Regions from separate parts of the Mus musculus genome. Here region 1 is linked to region 2. Evidence: chromatin contacts called from public Hi-C data. All regions are on one chromosome and are shown on one strand. Each heading gives the region's core, a stretch centred on a gene start, on an enhancer-like site or on the middle of the called end of the contact. The rest is flanking DNA. Distances are from core to core; before and after follow the strand shown. Region 1 holds the start of Mbnl1 (muscleblind like splicing factor 1). Region 2 holds the start of Rap2b (RAP2B, member of RAS oncogene family).

Region 1 (3,294 bases), core at 667-3,166, 860 kb after region 2:
CAAATGAACTGGTTTCCTGGGGCTGAAGCCAACCTGTTCTATGAACACAACCTTCAACTAAGTAGTTCTCACTGAGGAAACTCTGCATTAAACATAGAAACATAAAAAACTATGTCTAGATCTTGGGGAAAAAAGTGTAACCCTGTACAAATACAAGAAACTGGAACATGATGGCTTTCTTGAAAGCTAGTTTAGCTGTCACCAACTTTTAAGGAGGCAAAGATGGAAGTGACAGCCACGTGCTTTCTCCCGCTGTGAAATAACTCATTGTCTTCAGGCTACCAACTACATAGTTAACACATCTGCCTCCTGAACTAAATTGTTCAAGGATTCTGCAGTCCTTGAACTTTCACTTCAACTTATCTTTGGGGATCAGAATTTTATCTTACAAATAGGACCAGGTAACAACACCAACATTGTAAAGCCATAGACAGAGACAGCCTGGTTTGGAAAGTTATGGCCTAAGTAAGTTCCTTGTATGAACACTGTGTTGAAACCCAGGAAGGAGGTCTAACATGCCCACTAGTGTACTATTTCAAAGCATGCTGCAGAAGACCTGCGTATCCAAAGGCCGTAATTATGACTTCCCTCTCCTTGAATTAATTTGTTTGTGAAATAGCTCAGAGTGTTGCAGACTTTATTAATCACTTGCTATGGTCTGTGCCTGTGCTGGTGGACACAGAAACCTAAAACAGTGGCAATAACCTTCCAGGCTGCTTCTAACTTTGTTTTTAATCCTGGGGATGCATACCGCACATAAACCCATCTTAGCAGCGTAATAGGCTTGTCTCAACACCCATGTAGCTGTAAAATGCTGTGGGCTAGCCAGGAAGGCTTCAGCTCCATTTATACATACATGCATGTGTGTGTGTGTATGTGTGTGTGTGTGTGTGTGTGTGTGTGTGTGTAATTTCTTTAAATCTCACGTTACATCCTCTAAAATCAAAGTATTCTCATATGGCACATTACTAACAACATCAGACTCGGTCTTTTTTTTGGGGGGGCGGGGGGAGGAGTGAGGAAAGGTTTCATATTTCTCTTGTTTTTATTTAAAAAACCAGTCCATATACTGACTACTTATCATGAAAGCTGTTCTACCAGCCTACTGTGGCTCCACCCGGAAAGCTCTATACTTACTTTTCTTACAGTTTTTGAGTGACGCACTACAAAACCACCAGAAAGGGAGGAAAAGCGGCAGCCCTCTCAAGCAGGGCGTCTTCCTCCCTGTAAACTTGGCAAAAAGCACACTGGACTGAAATACAGCACTCTCCATATAAGGCAGCCCAACTAAACATGTCATGCGTAATTTATGGGTGGCAAGCAGAGCATTAACCTCTGCGTGCACATACTTGGCCCACATGAAGCCGGTGCTGGGTGGCAGCCCCGGCAGAGGGATGCGGGCGCGGCCGGGACCCGCGCGACCAGTGGCCGCCCCCCGTCGACCCTGGCAGAGGTCACCGAGTTCACAGCACTCGGCCACGCACCTGCCCCGGCTCACCGGCCACTAGTCCTGTCCCGCGGCGCCCCACGGGGGCCCGCAGGGAGGCGCGGGACAGGGCCGGTAGCCGCAGCGCGCGATCGCGGTGCGGCCCGGGGACCCCCGAGCGCCACCCGAGGCCGCCGCAGCGCCGCCCGCAGCGCAGAACAATGCGCGGCCGCCCCGCCACTCACCTCTCACGTGGCCGTGCAGGCTGCCCGCCGGGGCCCCGACTGCCCGGGGCATTGTGGGATCGCGACTCCGGGATGCCCGCCACGGGAAAGGGAACTGGCCGGGTCCGGGTCACGGGAGCATGGCGAGCGCCCCGACTCGACGGGCTGCGGCGAGAGACTGTGGCATGTCGCCGTGCAGCCTCTTATCGCCGCGCGCCGGTTTCCGCCGCTGCGCGGCCCCTCCCCCGCGCCAGCCCCGCCAGGAAGGCGCGCGGACGCGCAGAGCTCCCACGCGCAGCCCCGGCCCCCGCCCGCCCGCCCGCTCGCTCGCCCGGGCCCGCGCCGCTCACCGCCGCTCCAGCTCCCGGGGCTCCGCGCCCAGCCCGCGAGGCCCGCAAGGTTAGACGGAAGGTTAGAGTTAGCTGCCCGGCCTGCAGCAGCAGAAGCAGCGCATCGCCTGGAACCTGGAAGGCGAAGGGCGGGAAAGAAGCTTGCACGGGTGTTGGTGGGTATCTTTCTCAGCACTCACAGTTTTGGAGTTCTGCGAGAAAACTGATCGTCACCCAAACACAAACCCAGGCCACCTTCCTGTCCTATCGGCAAATAAAACTTGCAGTTTAAAGGCTCCCTTACTTCCAACTCTGCAGTGTGGTGTACAGAAAGCAAGCAGGGCTCCCTCTTTTAAAATAAAATAACATCTTAGGCGCTGCAGAGGTACTCCCACGCAAACAAGCCCTGGGCAACTGCCCGCCTGAGCAAATGAAACACCAGCTCCTAGTTCATTAGCTGCTGTCCTGTAACTTGGCTTTGAAAGAAAAGAATTCTGGGCTTCTGAGAAGAGATAAAGTTTGAAGATCTGCGGACGGGATTTCCAGTGAATTTCAAGGAATTCTGATAACTTCGTCAGGGATGATTTTTAACTATAAAAACGTTTGTTTCATGGTTTGAACATGAGTTGAGGTGAGTGAATGCAAACTGGATTTCTCCCTCCCTGTTTCTGTTGAGTGGGTCAGGCACACTCTCCTAGGCGGAGTAAATAAATAAATAAATAAATAAAGTACTCCACTAGTTTGCAGAGGTACTAGTAACAGATCTTGATCCTCTGCTGGTCCATGAAACACGGACTTGCTGCTTACTGATCCCTTCCTGAAATAATTAATTAATTAACTAGTACCACTTCTCAGTGTTAATTATTAAAAGTTCCCAAGTCCCCAACAATGGAAACAAAGTAGAATGACAGTAGCATTTTCTCAGAGAACAGAGACAGGGAGTTTCTAACTGACAATTAGTAACCACCAGCGCCTGAGGACTTTCTCAGCATTCATTCCAGCAACTGGATGGAATGTGAGCTATGGCAGAAGTAGTTAAGTATAGGTAGGATGGAGGTAAGTGCAGGAGGATGGAGTACACGGATTGTACTTTTTGGAGCAGCATGGTAGAAAAGAGCACCAGCCAGCTGGTGCTAAGATGGTAGGCAAATATCCAAAATGCCCTTGAGAAAAGGAGGGAAGGCTCCCTGGAGGAACTTATGCAAGCAGCGCCTTGAAGGATGTGCAGAAGTTGCTAAGATAAAAAGAGAGTTGCCTGGATAGGCTAGCTGGCTAGGGAGATGACTCCTGCGTAAAGAAGCTGGAGCTCAGGTCT
Region 2 (3,293 bases), core at 94-2,593:
ACACGCTGTATAGAGCCATTTTTCCACCGGGGTCTCAGATGCTCTGCAACGTACACCCTCTCAGACCCTGGCTGAAGGCTGGGGATGCTGGCTACACAAGTCAGCCAGGTTCCTCGGACATCCCAGCCAAGACAACAAAGTCGTCTCCAATCTCAAAGCAAGAAGACAATCACATTAAGAGAATCGGGTGCGTTTGGCTTTGTGCACAGAGCGTGGCCAGCGCCCGGCGGCAGACGGCGCCTCACAGGATCACGCAGGCCGAGCAGCAGCCCTCGTCGCCGTTGGGCTGTGCCGCGTAGTTCATCTGCCTCACGATCTCTGCGAATAGCTCATCCACTGAGGCTTTGTTTTTGGCCGATGTCTCCATGAAGGGGCAGCTCCACTCCTCGGCCAGGGCCTTACCCTCGCCATAGGAGACCTCACGTTCACCCTCCAAGTCCACCTTGTTGCCTACCAGGATCATGGGTACGCGCTCGTACCGCTTCACGCGGATGATCTGGTCCCGCATGGGCTTGATGTCCTGGAAGCTCTGCTGGTTGACCAGGCTGTAGACGAGAATGAAGCCCTGGCCATTCTTGATGTACAGGTCCCGCATTGAGGCGAACTGCTCCGTGCCCGCGGTGTCCAAGATCTCCAGCACCGACGGCGACGAGTCCACCTCGATCTCCTTGCGGTAAAAGTCCTCGATGGTCGGGTCGTACTTCTCGATGAAGGAACCTGTTACGAACTGCACGGTGAGCGCGGACTTGCCCACGCCGCCCGAGCCCAGTACCACCACTTTGTACTCTCTCATGGCTCCGTCGGCGCCCTCGTCGCGCCTGCCGCGGCCCCGTCGGGGCTGCGCGCCGGGGAAGGCTGGGCTGGGCGGACGGGTGGACTTCTCCCCTTCCTCAACTTCGCAGGAAAAACCCCGGCGAGACTAGCCCGGTAGCACGGGCTCGCCAACAGACTAGCAGAGCCCCGCGCCAGGCCGACCGGCAGCGGGGGCGCGTCCCTAGGGCGCGGGTCCCGGGCCCCGCAGCAGCCCTGTCGGAGGACCCTGAGGACAATGCGCGCAGCCGGAGCAAGACAACGGCTGGAGCTCTTCGCCCCGGCAGCCTGGGAGGGCCGGGAGGAGGTGGCGGCTGGTTGCAGAGGCGGCTGCTAATTGGGCGTCCGGCTGAGACACGCGTGGCATGAGTCCCCGCGGAACGTGCGTCCAGCTCCGCGACCCATCACTCTCTCTCCTCTGTCTCCCGCAGCCTCCGCTGGGCGAGGGCTTCCTACTCGCCGCGCGCAGCCCAGCCCTCCCCGCCCAGCCGAGCATGCCCAGTACGTCGCCCGCGGTGCCCCGCCCGAACTCCGCTCCAGCTTTTCCGCCGCATCGGGAGGGGGCGTGACAGAGGGTGTGGCAAACAGGGGCTGGGCGGGGCAGGGCGGGGCGGCGCGAATCTTGGAACTGGGCAGTCTTGCTTGTGTGTGCTTGTAAGTGGAAAGCTCGCCAAACCGAAGTCACCTCGGTCGGGGCTGTGCGGCTGCCGGCCTCCTATGGGGACAGCAGGCAGCAGCTGGCTGCGACCTCTTCGTCGGCTTGCGCTGTTAAAGGATAGACACTTGTCCCCGAACTCAGGCTGCTGCGCGCCTCTCAGGATCGTACACTTGCAGGGCATTTTTCAGGCCCCGGAAGGTAGCAGAGGTTCGTGCTCCCACTTGGCCCGGTGTTCCTCAGTTTCCCACGAAGAACTCGACCTGAGTCCCTGTCCGGACAAGGAGTTAGGGCTGGGAATCTGTGGAGAGCTGCAGCCTTCAGGGCAAGAGTTGCGGGGTCATCCTACGTCTCCCCCCTCCCCAACACCCCTTTGGTTAGAGCCAAAATATGGCTTGTGGATCGAGCCCCGTGGCTCCCGCACCGAGTCAGGGCATGCTCAGTCGGAGGAGCAGGTTTGGGGCTTGCAAGTAGGAAGGTTTCGCACCGCACACCCACACGCCAGCTCAAATTACCTCTCCCAGACTCCCAACTCATTGGCCCCAGGATGTGAGTCTCACACCCCCAAATGTTTTTCCATTGGCTGTTGCTGAGGTTTTGTCGCTTTAGACAGCTTCATTGGCTGCAAAGTCGCCTCCGCTCAGGATTGGTTATTTATAGAGATTGAGTGGAGAGGCGGAGGCCCAGCTGTTCCTTCTCCACTGCTCCCCGCCCCCTTCCACCCACTGCCCGGGCCTGTGCATCTGAAGCTGAGAGGGGAAAAGAAGGAATTTAGGTGGAGTGCTCCAAACTAAATATAGTCCTTTGTTGGTGTTCAGGAGGGAGTCTGACTTCTTTAAGCCCAGTCACGACCGTCCCTTAAAGAGAGCAACTAGAGCTCATTGCTGCTCCCCGTCTTTAAGAAACCCTGAAGTTCCTAACTTGATCTTAGCAGGAAGAAGGCTGGGATGAGCAATGAGCCACCGCAAGTTCGTGGCATCAGGGGAGGTGGGGCTGCCCGGGCTTGCCTCTTCCCAAAGCTCTGTTTGGTGGGGAGGGCAGTCTCAAGACTTGGCTCCGCTCAGTTGCACGGCGATGTGAGGTGACGCCTGGACTTGTCCCGAGTCTCTCTAGATCCTTGCTAGGAGAGATGTCGAGACCTGTCTGTGTACTGCACTGGCAGCGGGAGCCCGGGGGCACAGAGGGGTGGGGATCGGCTTTGTGTCGAGTCAACCAGGGTTAAGTAGCCAGGCTTGCTATCCCCCTGCCACTAGCCTCTGCTTTAAACGTCCTCACGGAAGGAAGAACCGAGCAGTGTTGCTTTTGGTTCCAAGTCACAGCGGTACTTAGGGCTCCATTTGGGAGTGAACCTGCTCCAGATTCTTGGCTGCGGCCCCGAGTGTCCACAGCCGCAAGTACCTGCCAGCAGAGCCAGGCAGAACCTCAGTATAATCCTGTGCCTTACTAAGGTGAAGTGCTTTCTCTCTGCCTTGGCTCTGCCTTTTAGTGGAGGAAGGGTTTTCATGGTCGACTACTGACTGCTTCGATATAATTATGCTTATATAATTCTTCAGAGAATTATCTCTGAAGCAAAACTTTAATATAGCCGGCTAGAACCCTGCCAACATTCTGCCAGTGTTTAATGCCTGCCAAGTGTTTTGCATGCACTATCTCAATTACCCCTTATAATAATAATTACTTATATGCCCATTTTAAAGATGAAGAAACTGAGGCTCCCAGGTGTTCAATAGCTTGCCTAAGAGTGGCAGAGCCAGGATTACAACCTAGGTGTTTGATTGTATAGCACTCAAAGGGCTAGTGTGCTTTCCCACAAAATTATCCCCAGCTT

What was found. A called contact is a pair of places that touch in the nucleus more often than the background predicts.
Region 1: a contact with region 2 is called in a Hi-C map of muscle stem cells, with 3 times the contacts expected there. The contact joins the promoter of Mbnl1 here to the promoter of Rap2b in region 2. A contact is called at or near these places in 7 of 484 Hi-C or Micro-C datasets (cerebellum, cerebral cortex, embryonic stem cells and 3 more) and 4 of 115 datasets of contacts at active chromatin or transcription factors (astrocytes, memory CD8 T cells, microglia and 1 more).

Annotation. Positions count from the first base shown.
Region 1 is chr3:60,499,801-60,503,094 of GRCm38.p6, reverse strand. It overlaps Mbnl1 (muscleblind like splicing factor 1), which reads right to left and starts at 1,916. Exons shown (of 10, transcript NM_020007.4): 1 at 1,672-1,916.
Region 2 is chr3:61,362,557-61,365,849 of GRCm38.p6, reverse strand. It overlaps Rap2b (RAP2B, member of RAS oncogene family), which reads right to left and starts at 1,343. Exons shown (of 1, transcript NM_028712.4): 1 at 1-1,343. The coding sequence starts at 793. The coding sequence ends at 242.